2 separate regions of the Anas platyrhynchos genome follow, and region 2 is linked to region 1. The links are chromatin contacts, called in public Hi-C maps. All regions are on one chromosome and are shown on one strand. Each heading gives the region's core, a stretch centred on a gene start, on an enhancer-like site or on the middle of the called end of the contact. The rest is flanking DNA. Distances are from core to core; before and after follow the strand shown.

The links. Hi-C and Micro-C count contacts between places; a contact is called where the count stands out from the background.
Region 2: a contact with region 1 is called in a Hi-C map of skeletal muscle, with 7 times the contacts expected there. The contact joins the promoter of MSRB1 here to the enhancer-like site in region 1. A contact is called at or near these places in 3 of 8 Hi-C or Micro-C datasets (F1 follicle, skeletal muscle and subcutaneous adipose tissue).

Annotation. Positions count from the first base shown.
Region 1 is chr15:18,442,010-18,448,778 of IASCAAS_PekinDuck_T2T, reverse strand. It overlaps MEIOB (meiosis specific with OB-fold), which reads left to right. Exons shown (of 15, transcript XM_072023906.1): 2 at 1,441-1,557; 3 at 2,171-2,243; 4 at 5,015-5,072; 5 at 6,400-6,531. The coding sequence starts at 2,175. Among named protein-coding and RNA genes, the nearest start is that of FAHD1, 14 kb to the right of the region's middle. Within about 2 kb of position 3,813, at least 1 of the 8 cell types and tissues checked has an H3K27ac peak or open chromatin away from gene starts, as enhancers often do.
Region 2 is chr15:18,512,197-18,518,965 of IASCAAS_PekinDuck_T2T, reverse strand. MSRB1 (methionine sulfoxide reductase B1) reads left to right here and starts at 3,013. Exons shown (of 4, transcript XM_038187015.2): 1 at 3,013-3,150; 2 at 3,529-3,671; 3 at 3,776-3,890; 4 at 4,422-5,744. The coding sequence starts at 3,096. The coding sequence ends at 4,453. It overlaps LOC119718444 (testis-expressed protein 2-like), which reads right to left and starts at 2,891. Exons shown (of 13, transcript XM_072024078.1): 1 at 2,356-2,891; 2 at 127-269.

The DNA.
Region 1 (6,769 bases), core at 2,564-5,063:
AGATTTTTTGTGTTGTGGTTTGCCTTGCAGTAATGGTGGTAAGAATGAGGCATATACCTCCAGCAGCATTTTCCAGCTAGCGTACAAGTTCTCCTTCCCACTTGATTAGGGTCCCATCACCATATTTGTTATCTGCTGTTAGTTCATTAGCTTGAGGTAGTGAAAACAATGGAATTAACAGAAAAATGGCCTTTGGTCACATGTTCTTTCTCTTTTCTGGAGACTTCAAACCTATGGAACAAAGTTAGATCTATAGATCATACTGTATAAAATGCGCCCTAAAAAACCTGAGCACCCAGGCTGTCAGTTCTCTGTCATGCCATTTGTCATCAACATGGTGTAATTATCATGGACTTTAGTGACACAATAAATATGAGAGCACAGGTGGTATCCTTTTTCAGCTGTTTAATTGAAGAAATGAAAGATCCTGTAATACAGAACCAACACAGAGAATTTGTCAGGCTACACTAAAAACTTCAATAGCTATGACCTTGAGGTCATAAAATTACTGATCAGGAGTAGAATTTTTTATGACACAGAAGTGAAGAGCATCGATTAAAAAAATTTATAATGCAATATAAATGGACAAAATGGCCCACTTCAGTCCTCTGCATGGCCTGAAAACCCAAGAATGCTGTGTGCAAATCAATACAAATAATGTCTTAAAACATAAATTTCAATTCATTTATGAAATGCAGGCTACATTTTTTTTCTCCTGGAGCTACCACAAAAAAAGGAAAAAAAAAAAAGATAAAAAAAAGCGACAGGGAATCATTTCTCCAAAGCTTTCTGAAATTTACTGGGGTTTGCTGGTATCTTTTGCGTTTATAACTGTGGCAGAATGAGGCTGACTTTTGACTCCTGGGCCTCATCAGCTTCATGAACTCCAGGAGCTTGGTAAGAGCACCCTTTGCTACGGCTAGAACTGCAGCTATGGACTGGAGGTGGACCAGGTCCAGTCCTGCAAATAAGAACATTTATAAATAATTCTGTGAAGTGAAATGCAAGTTCTGCACCCTCAGCCAAGCTCTCTGACTGAAATTGAATGTGATGGTGCTGTCCTCCAGGCTGGTGGCTCTAGGCTGCTCACCACTGCTCCGGCAGGTTAAACCATTCACCCAGAGACTTCAAATTTCTCAGTTTTGTTTTGTTTGTTTGTTTTTGGCAGCTGTTCCCTGAGGCCCGGGGCTGGTTAGGCTCGGTCACACATGGAGGGGCGCAAAGGCCTTTTCCCGCCCATGGCGCCCGCCGCCATTTTGTGTCTCAGTCCCCTCCTGGTCCCATTTCCCTCTCGGCAGCTGGAGGGACGGCGGTGAGAAAAATCTCTGTGGTGTCAGGCTTTGAGGGTGCCTGCTGCCAGACACCAGTTTGGGATGGCATGACAGTGCTTAAGGTTTCAGTGGTTTTAAATATTGTCTTCTGTCTTCTCCTTTTCCTCAGAAGAGGGTCTGATCCTGGGTGGTGCTGAGCAGGCGCGAAGAGCAGGTTCCCTCCGCTGACAACAGGAGCTGAGCTCGTGCCTCCGAGGAGAGGATAAACGGAGAGGATAAACGACTGGTACAACTGGATACTGCTCTTCCCTGTTCGGGGCCTGGAGCACTTTAAATCTTTAATAGCCTCTCTGCTAGTGCTTTGATCCATGTGTTGTTGTCTCTCACCTGATTCAGTTGTGGTGTGAGGTACATCATTTAACAATATTTAACTGAGACAAGGATATTGACGTGCCTTGGAGGGATAGTTGACTTTCCTAGTAAGTGTACATACGTTCTTCCAGGTAATGAGATGGGAGCAGGTTTGAGAGCCACACTTAAGTAGTTTTTATATAGCAAATTTGGAGTATCTTTTTCCCAGACTGGAGAAGGAGAGTAAATATTTCTTCAAGGCCTGTGCTAATGGAGATATTGAATGCTTTACAGAAACAACAACTACCAACCAACCAAGCACTTGTTTGAGAAGCACAGATAACATAGTAAAGCTCATGACTATTACATAACCGAATACAAATAATAAAGAATTTTCTAATTTAGATGGCTTGAAATGCTTTTATTGAAGACATGCTATTTGGGTCAAAACATTTTTGTTAAAAATTGCTTGTTGTTCTCCTTATGAATAGTTTTAAGTGATTTGTTTAGATCTTTTTAAAATCTAAATTAATTTTCTCAAATTACAGATAAATGGCTTATTACAGTTCAACACGGGACTTTGTTGCACTTTCAGATCTGCATCCAAATCTTGCTCGTCCTGTAAGTCTCAGTGACATAGTACTTTTGTTCTCAAGTGAAATTGTATATGGCTGTATTACATTTCTGCAAAATTATGTAATTGACATGTATTTAGATACTAATAGCATTAGTATAATTGTTAGATATAAAGTACCCTACTTTCTTTGTGCATAAACCAGGAAAATGAAAATTGATGCTGTTGTTGTCCATAATATGTGGATACTACAACTACAGATATTGACTGGACAATTCAATGTCTGAAAGTATCAGAGGTTTCTTTGTAATGTTTTAAATGGATGCTGAATTAGTAAAGGCATGTTCAGAGTCAGCATTATGTAGTCACAATACATCTGTAACCTACAATAGTCTTTTACAACAAGCTATGAACATAAGGCCTGGTCCTGCAATTTTTACTTGTGTGCTCAATCCCACTAAATAATGTAGTCCTTAATTATTCAAACAAAAGTCTTGTTGAATGGTATGGTCCTTTAACTAGATAAAAAATCTCACAATTACACATGAAATGGGTTTGTTTCTGTTTCTTTAGAACAAAAAGCAGGTTTTGTGCTTGTCAGGCTATTAAGGAGCTAAGATCTTTGCTTGGGGGAGTACGAGAGAGTAGGATGAACCGAAAAGTGAACTTAGCAAACAGCAGAGTTTTGTATTCACTAGTCAGCGTTGAACAAAAAGGTGTGCAGTGTAACTCAATGTTTTTCTCCTTTGGGTTTTAGATGATTGAATTAAAAATAGAAAGTCTGAGGACCCAGTTTTTCATTCTTTGGTATCCAAGATTGTTTTAATACAAGAGGGAGAAGGCTACTTAGCTCTCTCTTCATTATTTCCTACCCATCACTCTCTGTAGCCTACCAGTGATAACGTGTCTTTAAATGTTTGGTGCTGCTGGAAGTTGGTGCCTGGAGAACAGAACAGAGAAGCTGCATTTCCACATGGATGCACTACCAGCTGAGCTGCAGTGCCCTGCTACAGCTGCATCTCTCCACGTAGGAAAAAGTAGATGCACGTTTGCAGAGCTGTATCCCCCACGGAAAACCTGATGCATTGTGAGGAGCTGAAAACAAGTTTTCCTGTTGTCACAGCTTTTTGTTTAGAGGGGCACAGTTTACCATTTTTTTTTTCTCATTTATGTTAAACATATGAAGGAGAAATCACATGTTTTTTTCTAACTTTTTATGAACTCCTGGTCTCCAGCAAAGGTGATCCGTCACTCACAGTTACTCACAATAAACTGGTTCACTTAGATTGTTAAAAGATTTTATTTTACAAATAAAACTAATTTTGAGCATTGCAATTAGCAGATGTTAATAATAATAAAAAACCACAACAACCTTCTTTACAATAACTCACCAGTATCTGGTGATAACCTCCTAAACACATACTGACCAGTCTAAAACAGCTGACCTCTTTGCATTCAAAGTACCGAAATGTCATAGTTTTTTACTTTGGAGTTTATTTTTTAAAAGTGAAAAAGACTTTTTTTAAAAGTCTATGAAGCTTGCAGTGTTGTAATGCTGTAGTCTCATGATTTGGTTGAGCAGTCTTAAGCAATGCTCTGCCAAAAAAGGCAGTGCAGCCCATTCCCTTGTGGCTGGCATGTTTCACTCCTCCTCTTCGGGTGAAACTAATGCTTGTGTAGTTGCACAATAAAGTCGATCAAGGAAATGATCTCTGAAAGTTCTTAAACCCCTTTCTCCCCCCATAGTTTTCAGCCAGATCACTTCCTTCTGCCAGCTTGCTGTGCAGCCCTACTGCTAATATAAGAATAATGAATAAATTTGCAGCAGGGATAGTGGAGATCTCTTTTGTAAACTGTAGTTCTACATCAGCATAGTTTATGTAAAAAGTCATCCTAAATGTCAGTTCTTCACACCAGTGGTGAGATACAGGGTATGTTGTAGTTTGATTTCATTTATTTTTTTTTTTAAAGAAGCAAAAGTAAAAATAGAAAAAATACTAATTCATTACATATTGTGGATAGATAGAAAATACTCTATGATAAAAAGACTGGAAGAACTTTGGAAGATGTTACACTATTTCCACATCCATCCTTCTAACGAGTTTATGTCCATCAGTGTAGGATAACACAGCTACCTTGCTCCATCTAGTGATTCAGAGTAAACTGGGAACGTGAGACCTAATTTTTGAGCACGTACAGATACTGTACAGTTGTAGTGGAGTCGGTCAGGTTGTGCTGCTTTGTGAACAGATAGAAAATTCAGCATGTGTTGATTATTAAATTGCTAAACTGTCCCTTACCGACCTCTGTCTTTCTGCCGTGTTGCAGTGACAGTCACCCTTCCAGTCTTTGTTACCATACTGCTTGCATTACTTACCTCTTAAATTCCCGAACTAGTACTGCTGTGCTCTTCTCTCATGCTGAGGAGATATTTTTTTTTTAATACCACATAGATATATATTATAATGCATATTATATATTATTCTACATCAACAACAACATCACTACCTACCTGAGGAGAGGATGCTGTAAACAGACAAAATTATAAATGTTTTGGGTTGAACTTTTGTCCTCTCATTGTCTTTACAAACAGAAACAGATGTATTTCTTTTAATATTTTCAGTCACATTTTTTAAAGTAAAATTGTATGTTTATGTTGTAGTCCTTAGTTCATATGGTAATGTGGAATAAATAGATTAAAATGATTACCAGTCAGAAATATGTTTATTATCATCAGTAGAGTACAAGTCCATGAAATCTAATTCATCGTATACATCTGTGTTTAATACTTGTATTCTATAATCTTTTTATTTTTTAGAATGTAATCGGTGTGGTTATTGGGAAAACAGATGTCAGAGGCTTTCCAGACAGAAAAAGTAGAGTCTTTTTTTAACTGTTTTTACTTCATTTTCTTATGTGGTATAATTTGGCATGTATGACTGAAATCGATATGTAAATGGTAAACAGACCTCTTAGTGTAAAGTGTATGGAATAGAAATGAAAAAAAACAACTGTGGGGGATGGGAAACAAGAGGAGAGAGCAGCATTAGTTTGGGTAAACCTTATCAGTTAAAATTCACTTTAAAAAATTCCATCATGGAAGTGTTTTAGCGTCTGAAGAAGATGGTACCAATTTGAACACGCTAGTACTATAAATACTGCTGGAGTCAATTCTTCATATTCATTCTGTCTTAGAAATGTTAAGGAGATGTCTTGAGCGAAATGAGTAATTTCTGGTCTGGGTAGCACCAAATTAGTATTTCTCAAGAAAAAATGGGAATGACACATTGTTAATACACTGTTAATTGGAAACTGAGATCATGTACCTACAGATTAGAGACAACACAGTGCTAGGAAGCACCTCCAGCCACAGTCGTTCCAGCTCTGTGTGAAGGGCTCAGTTATGCTGTTGGTATTGGCATCACTGAGCCTGCTCCTGGTGAATTTTTGGAGGGAAGTCATCCTCATGAGAAGCAATTCTACATAGCTGGGAAATGGGGTGGTTCACGTGGATGCCTCCATGGAACTACAGCCAGGTTGCGCTTACTGTATGCAGATGGCTCCAGAGTTGTTACTGATAATTTGAAAATAACATGTTGCAGGCTGCTGTATGATCCATGGAAAGCTTGTTAATTAGCTGTGAGGGAAAAGGGAGTGCAGCGTTTCTTACTCCCACTTAATCATGAACTTCTATAGGGCTGGAAACCCTTTGTTTTAATCAGTTAGACCCCTTAGTACTATCTGAAGTGTAATACTGCCTGTAATCTGCAGCTGTGTATGTCATCTCGGTCTTCTCATACATGGGCACAGCCCTCTAAAAACTGCCTACCTAGACTATTTTTGCTAGTACATAGCTTATTTATGAGTTACCTTTGTTAATGTGTTGGATGACTGCTTTGAATGCTGTACTGTACAGTTCTTTAATTTGTAAGCTTATATGGTGCTGCCCGTGTTTAAGTGATACGTGTGGGTGGATGGTATGTTAGGGGTACAGCCGATTTAGGAATTGTAGCTGTCCCCATCCATGAACACCGATGTGTTTACCAAAAAGTCTGCTGACCTCTAGTGGTACTCACCAGATTGCGGATGGCAGTTCTTAATGACAAAATCCAGCCAAACCTCCCAACACAGATTTTATACACATGTTCTTGATTGAATCTAAGGTGTGCTACTGAATGCTAATAGTGCTGTTTGGTTTTGCAGACATTGGGTCTGAAAGATACACCTTCGGTTTCACTATTCGTGATTCACCAACTTATTTTATAAATGTTAGTTCTTGGGGCAGAGAAGAGTACATTAGATCGCTTTCAGAAAGCTTTAGAGTTGGTGACTGTGGTAAGTTGGAATTTTTTTCTTAATGTCTCTGTTTGAATGTATATTTTTTTCCCCAGTAATTCAGTGTTATGTGTTTGTGGTTTTACTATATTTTTCTCTGAGGGCTTGGAAAACAGTCTAATTGGAAACAAATTGTTCAGTTAAGTATATAGAGGAAGGGAATAAAATCTCTAGAATTTAAATTCAAAAACCAATAAATATGTAAACAAAAAGGCCAGATAGAAATCCACTGAATGCA
Region 2 (6,769 bases), core at 1,764-4,263, 71 kb before region 1:
TGGCACCACCCAGGGCTCCGGCACCCCCAGCGCACCCTGAGCCTGGTGGCTCAGTGCCACAGCTGTCCCCAGTGCCAAACCTGTCCCCGGTGCTGCCTGGGCCCCCCCAGCCATGGTTGTGCCTACCAGAAAGACCCGGTGCTGATCCGTGGCCCTGTTGTTGGCTCAGGGGCTCAGCAGCTCCCCAGCATGTGGCACGGGCTCGGTGCTCCGCTGCGCCCTGCTTGGTGTTTGGTTACCTCTGCTCCGGTATTCCTGGGTTATAAAAGCTAAAAAAAAAAAAAAAAAAAAAAAAAGGAGGTGGGGGGGGAAAGAAAAAGTCTGTTTCCTGAGAGACCATTAGCAGAGTGGAAGACTGAGATAATAATAGCCTGGGTTTACATGGGAGTTTTCAGCTGGCAGGGACAGCGAGTACAGCGGGGGCTACGTGTGCGCTGCTGAGACGCAGCCACCTCTGGGGAGTGGGGGTGGCCGGGGGGGTGCGGAGCAGGGGGACGGACCCTGGGGGTGCCACAGCAGGGCCACCAGCACCCCGGTGGGGGCTCCGTGCGGGGCAGCCCCGGTGAAGGTCTCAGCTCAGGGCTCAGAAAGCACATATTGAGCCTAGAGGTGTCTCTGGAGGCAGCTTTGGAGGCTTCTCATCTCTCTCTTTCTGGCTCGGGTGCAGGATCCTGGCTTGACGTGGTGCAGAAGGAGACACAAGCGCAGCCTGGACAGGGGGGTGTCCCCGAGCACCTCCCCGTTCCACACCCCCCTTTGCACGCACGAGGCAGCAAAAGTGCGCTCCTGCCGTGCTTCGCTGCCCGGCGCTGGCTCACGCCCACCGATGATACCTACACCCTCCCAGGTGGGCCATTGCCAAAATGGTGTTTGCTTTTGATGTAAAAACAAGGAGAGTTAATTGAAAAATTAATCTCCAGCAGCCCTCTGCAGCTAATGAGAGCTGCCGGTGGCTGCCGGAGGCGGGCTGGCACCGCTAGCGGGGCTTGTGGCAGGGCTCTGCCTCCTCCCAGAGAGGTTTTTATCACCCAGCCAAACAAGTTGGAAATCCCTCGTCTAATTATCTTCACAACGTACCGCCGCAGAAACCAAATTGCTGTGGTTACGAGCGCTGTAGCTGGAGAGCTCCCTGCATTATCCTGTGATTAAGGAGCGCAGGGCTTTGAAGAAAGTCTCGCTGCAACCTAAGGACATCAATTTTCTGCGCACCGGCATCTGACGAACGCAGACTGCTTCCAGGCAGAACCCGAGAGCTTTTAGAGCAGGCACGGCTTCACCCCCTGAAAAAGCTTCAGCAGAGGGGCCGGGTGGGCGATGCTGCCGCCACGCAGGGTCCCGGTGGCTGCTGCAGCTGCTCCTGGAGCCTGCCTGCTTTAGGCTGCCTGCAAACCTGCACCTGGAACATCTCCGTGGTGCTTCAGCCTGCTCCGAGCCTGCCTGGTGCCCCCCTCGTTTGAGCTCGGTGGCTGAGGAGAGGCAGCGCCCGCTCCCCACAAAGCAGCACGGAGCATCCTCGGCTCCCCACCACCCCAGCCCCAAGCTCATCCTCCCCATGCCTGCCACGAGCCATCAATCCCCTGGGCTCGAGCGGGAGCGCGGCGGAGCCCGCGACGCACGCCTGACCTAATTTAAACCGGCAGCATCCAGAGGGCAGGAGCAGTGGCCCTGCGTGGGGGGCTCCACGTGCCGGGCAGCTGCAGCCCCCGGCTCTTGCTCCGGGCTGTGGGATGTGGACGTGTCACCGTCAGGAGGGCCCAGAAACCCTTTAAGCGCTTTGCTCCAGGCCTGGCTCCTGCTGCCTGCAGCTCACCTTCACCGCACAGCCCTTACCTTGCGGCACGCGGGGCTGCTGCCCCCTCCTCCTCCAGGAGCCCCCACACCCCACGTACCCCATGGGGGCACCCAGCTCACATCCCACACCCCCCCTCCACGCCATCCCCGCAGACCCAGGCCCAGCAGGGACGGTCCCCACAGGGGCTGCTGGAGCCCGGCTGCCCCCTTTGCCCCCTGCTATTAGGGTGGCGGGATGGGGCCACCATCCCCGCTGAGCCTGCACCCCACAGTGCCCCCCACTTTGTGCCCCGTGGTGCCCGCAGCCTGTCCCGCACCCCTCGGGGGGGCTCCTCGGGGGTGCCCGTCCCCATGTCCCCATGTCCCCTGTCCCCCCACGTTCCCACGTCCCCCCTGCTCTGTCCCGAGCCCCCCCGGAGCCGCTCACCGAACCCCAGCCCACGGTGGGGGGGGAGCCCCCAGCTCCGTGCCGGTCGCTGCCCGGCCCCCCCAGCACCGCTCCGGGCACCGGGGCTGCCCCCGGCACCGCTCCCTGCGGGGGTCCCGCTCCCGCAGCGCCCGTACCTGCCCCGCGCTGCCGGGAAGGGTCCGCTCCTGGGGCTGGGGGGCCGGTACCGGGGGAGATCGGGGCCGGTACCGGGGGGGGGGGCAGTGCCGGTGCCGGTACCGCAGGGCTGATGCCGGTGGCGGTGCCGGTACCGGAGGTGAGGGCTCAGCCCCGGTCCCAAGGCGGGGTCTGGGTGCCCGGTGCAGGGCTCGGAGCTCGCCCCGCTCCCCACCGCCGGTACCGGAGCATCCGCAGGACCGCGCCGGGCCCCGCTCCGCCCCGCCGAGCTCCGCCCCGGGGCCGGCTCCGTTCGCGTTCAGCCGGCCCCGGTGCTGTGCTGTGCGGTGCGGGGGGGGGGGCAGCGGGGACACACACACACACACACAGCCGGGACCCCCCCGTCCTGACCCCCCCGGTGCCGCGGAGCCCCGGCAGGAGCCGCCCCCTCCCCTCTCCCGGTGCTTCGCTGCCCCGGGGGGGGGACGCACCAGGAGCACGCGGGGGACCGGAGCGGCCCCAAAAAGCCCCAAAACTGCGGGACGGGGCTGGGGGGAGCGGAGAGGAGCGGGGGAGACCCCCCCCTAGGTGGGACCCCCCCCCCCACAGCGCACGCCCCCCGGTGGCCCCGGGGCTCCGCGGAGGGGGCGGGGCCAGAGTGGGAGGGGCTTTTTTGGGGAGGGGGGCGTGGTCGGGGGGCGGGGCGGGGGGGTGGCAGTGGGCGGGCGGTGGGCGGGGAGGCGGAGGGGGGGGCTCCGCCATGTCGTTCTGCTCCTTCCTGGGGGGCGAGGCGTTCCGAGACCACTTCGAGCCGGGTGAGCGCGGCCGGGGGCGACCCTAAAAGTCGGGGGGGTCCTGCTGGGGGTCGGGGGGAGGTTGGAGGGGTTTGGGGGGTCGTTTATAAAGGGGGTCGGGGGGGGTGGTGTGGCTGGGGGGCTTCGTCCTGCGGGGATGGGCTGGGGGCGAGCCCCGGGGGGTTGGGGGGAGGCTGGAGGGGTCGGGGGGGCTGCCTATAAAGGGGGTCTGGGGGCGAGCTCAAAGCCCCCTTTTGGTGCCTGGCCCTGGGCTGGTGGCTGCCCCAGGGGGTAGAGCCCAGGGGTGAGGGTGTCCTGGGGCAGCTGACACGGCCCCGGGGGGCTTCTCGGGGGTCTCAGTGCTGAGCCCCCCTTCCCTCTGCCATTCCCCCCCCCCAGGTATCTACGCGTGTGCCCGGTGTGGCTACGAGCTGTTCTCCAGCCGCGCCAAGTACGAGCACTCCTCGCCCTGGCCGGCCTTCACCGAGACCATCCACGAGGACAGCGTGGCCAAGCGCAAGGAGCGCCCGGGGGCCTTCAAGGTGAGGGGTCCCAAATGCTCAGAATGGGGTGAAAAAAGCCCGTTTCTCATAGCAGGGTCCATGCTGACAAAAGGCCCCTTGTGACCCCCTCCTTGTGTCGCCAGGTGTCCTGTGGCAAGTGTGGCAACGGGCTGGGCCACGAGTTCCTCAATGACGGGCCCAAGAGGGGGCAGTCCCGCTTCTGAATATTCAGCAGCTCGCTGAAATTTATCCCGAAAGGTAAGGGCTGCGCCTCACCGGGCTGCCTCTTTCCTCGTGGTTATCTGTTGGGGTTGCTGCCAGCCTGGCTGCACGGTGAGGGATGCGGTAAACCTGGAGCCCCCCAGGCCCCCAGCAAATCCCACACGCCTCAGGCTGATCAGTGGGTGGCTCTGTGGGGGCTCTCTGACCTTGCATGGTGGAATATGGGGCATGCTGGAGGTGCCCCAGGTCCCTGTGTGTCAGGGGAGCAGCAGAACCCTGGAGGCTTTCTGCTGGTGGTGCAGAGCCAGGGCAGGATGGCGCTGAGCTTGCTGGCTCATTTCCTGCAGTAGTCACGTGCAAGGTTTGAACATTTCTTCCGCTTTATGGTAGGCAAAGGCCAGTTCTTTCTGCAGTGGTTGTGGTGCTGTTTGCTTGCCCACTGTCAGAAAAAGGCTTTGGGAGGCTGTGTCTGAGCTCAGGGCAGCACCCCAGCCGTGTCTTGCTGTTCTGATTATCCGACTGCAGTGCTACACAGGGGCCCTGATTTCTTTCCTCCCCCTCTTCCAGGCAAAGCAGATAAGGACCCGAAGGAGAAGTAAGCGAGCTGCTCTACACAACATGCTGCTGGGGGCTGATCCTGCGTTCACATCTTGGGGTGCACTGGGAGCAAGACACCCCCCGACAAAGCTCCTGGTGCCCCCAGGCCGGCTCCATGCTCCGAGACATCCCCATTCTGGGTGCTGGGAGGGAGCTGGGAGGGAAGGGGAGGCTGTGGCTGCCCTGCACTTGCTGGGGGCTGGGTTGTATGACCCGTGCCTGAGGTTATTTTGCACGAGTTAAGCTGGAGGCTGCAGCTCTTCATTTTACCTTCCCTTTCCCCCTCCCATTTTCCCCCAGACATCCCTGCCTCTGCCAGCAGCTGCTGCTGCGTCCTTTCTGCTTTGCCCACTGCAGCAGCACCCGTGCCTGCGTCCCTGCCTCCGCTGGGTGCTGGGGCAGTTCTGGTGGTGCCCAGCAGAGCTGGGGCTGCCTCAGCGCCGTGGCAAGAAGGGCAGATGCTGCCTTGCCACCGCTGCCACCCAGAGCCTCCCTCCTGACGTCTCGGAGGGGGGATGGCGCTGGATTAGCGGGGAGCAGAGCCTGGGTTAATCTCTGGTGCTATTCTGGGCTGGGATCATGGTATGAATTGCCCTCTGTAAACCCTTCCAGGATGCTGGGGCAAGGATGTTCTTATGACCCTGCTGGACAGCACCCGGGTTTTTTACCCCTCGACCCAACATGCAGGCAGCAGAGGCGGTTCTGCATTTACTGTGTCCTCTGGGCCTGGCTCTGGCTCTGCCTCACAGCAGACCCGGTATTACTGCGTTGTAACCCTCGTGGTGTGAACGGTTCCTCCTTACTTTATGCTGCTGTAAGGGAGGCCAGAACCAGGCTCACCGACTGCACCTTGCACAACTCAGGCTTTAGGAGTCACCTTTGCGTTCTCTCTGCACTCAAAAGGGCTCTGACACTGATTCCTCCTTAATTCAGGGTCTGATTCGTGGCCTTCCCTCACTGCCCTGCTTTGCTCACTGCCCAGGAACCAAACCCTCCTCTTTGAAATCGGGACAGGAGGGTTTCTGGGCACAGGAAACCTTTGACCCATGGGTCTGATGGTGTAACTGGTGCAGCACGTGAGCGGGGTGGTGCAGCCACGCCACAGCGTTACGGTTCAGCTGCACTCGGGGCACTTTGGGGGCTTTTCTCCACGTGCTTTTTGCCTCCTCGGGCCTCCTGGGCTAGAGGGAAGGGCACCGGCCACAAGTGCAATGTGCCGGCTCATTCCCTGGAGCTCACTGCTCATCTTGTACCTCTTCGAACACTGAAAATAAACAAAAAATAAAACATTGATTCACTGTGTTAGAGAAATAGCCGTCTTATTTTGTCTTTTAAAAACGTTCCTGCTGGTGCCTGAGGAGTCTGCAGCTGGGGGGATCCCCCAAAGCTGGGGTGGGTTTGTGTCTTCCCCTGGGTTTTGGATGGGAGGACGCAGATGCATTGGAAGTCTTCAGGCTTTGCCAGAGTCAAAACTTTAACCGGGGATGGTTTTCTTTAACCTTAAGTCACCATTTCAGCTCAACTACAGGTGCTTTTAGGCTGTTTCAGTGTGTTCTTGCTAAATCACAGCCTCTGGCAGGACGTGCTGGGAAGGAGGGATGGGTTTTGGCAGCGTCTCAGCAGTTTCCCTGTGAGAAGCCAGTTGTCGGTGGCAGCTCTGCTGTCCCCTGCCCCCAAAAGTCTCTTTGTCCTGGCTTCCTGGAGGCTGAGCTGGGCTTTGCTGGACTCCGCATCCCCTGGCTCTGTTACACTAATTGCTAATGAGATCCCGGCCTGAGCTCCAAGCTGCTTTTCAGCTAATTAATCCCCCCTGACCCGCTGCTTCGCCTCCAGCCTGGTGCCCCCTGAGCGAGGCCTGGAGGCCGGGGCAGGGCTGGGGCCTCCTCCCAGCGCCCAGGTGGCACCGGGAGGGGCCGGGGGGGTCATCTCGCTGTAATTCGGATTGACTAATTCGGAGTGACTGTAATTCGGATTGCCTGCAGTTCGGGGAGCGGCCGCGGGAGGGTGCCCGCGGTGTTCCCAAGCCTCTGCTGAAGGCTGGATCCTCGCCCCGGGCTTCCCTCAGGGCACGAGCAGAGGGCAAGCAGCGGGTGTTGCCCTCGAGCAAGCGGGAGGGACACAAAAAAAAAAAAAAGAAAAAGGAAAAGAAGTGGGGAAAAAAAAGGAAAAAAAAAAGAAAAAGGGAAAAAATAGAAAAAAGGGAAAAAAATGAAAAAGGGGGAAAAATGGAAAAAAAAGGAAAACAAAAAGGAAAAAAGGGGAGAAAAAAGGGAAAAAGAAAAAAGAAAAAGGGGGAAAAGGAAAAAAGAAAAAAGGGA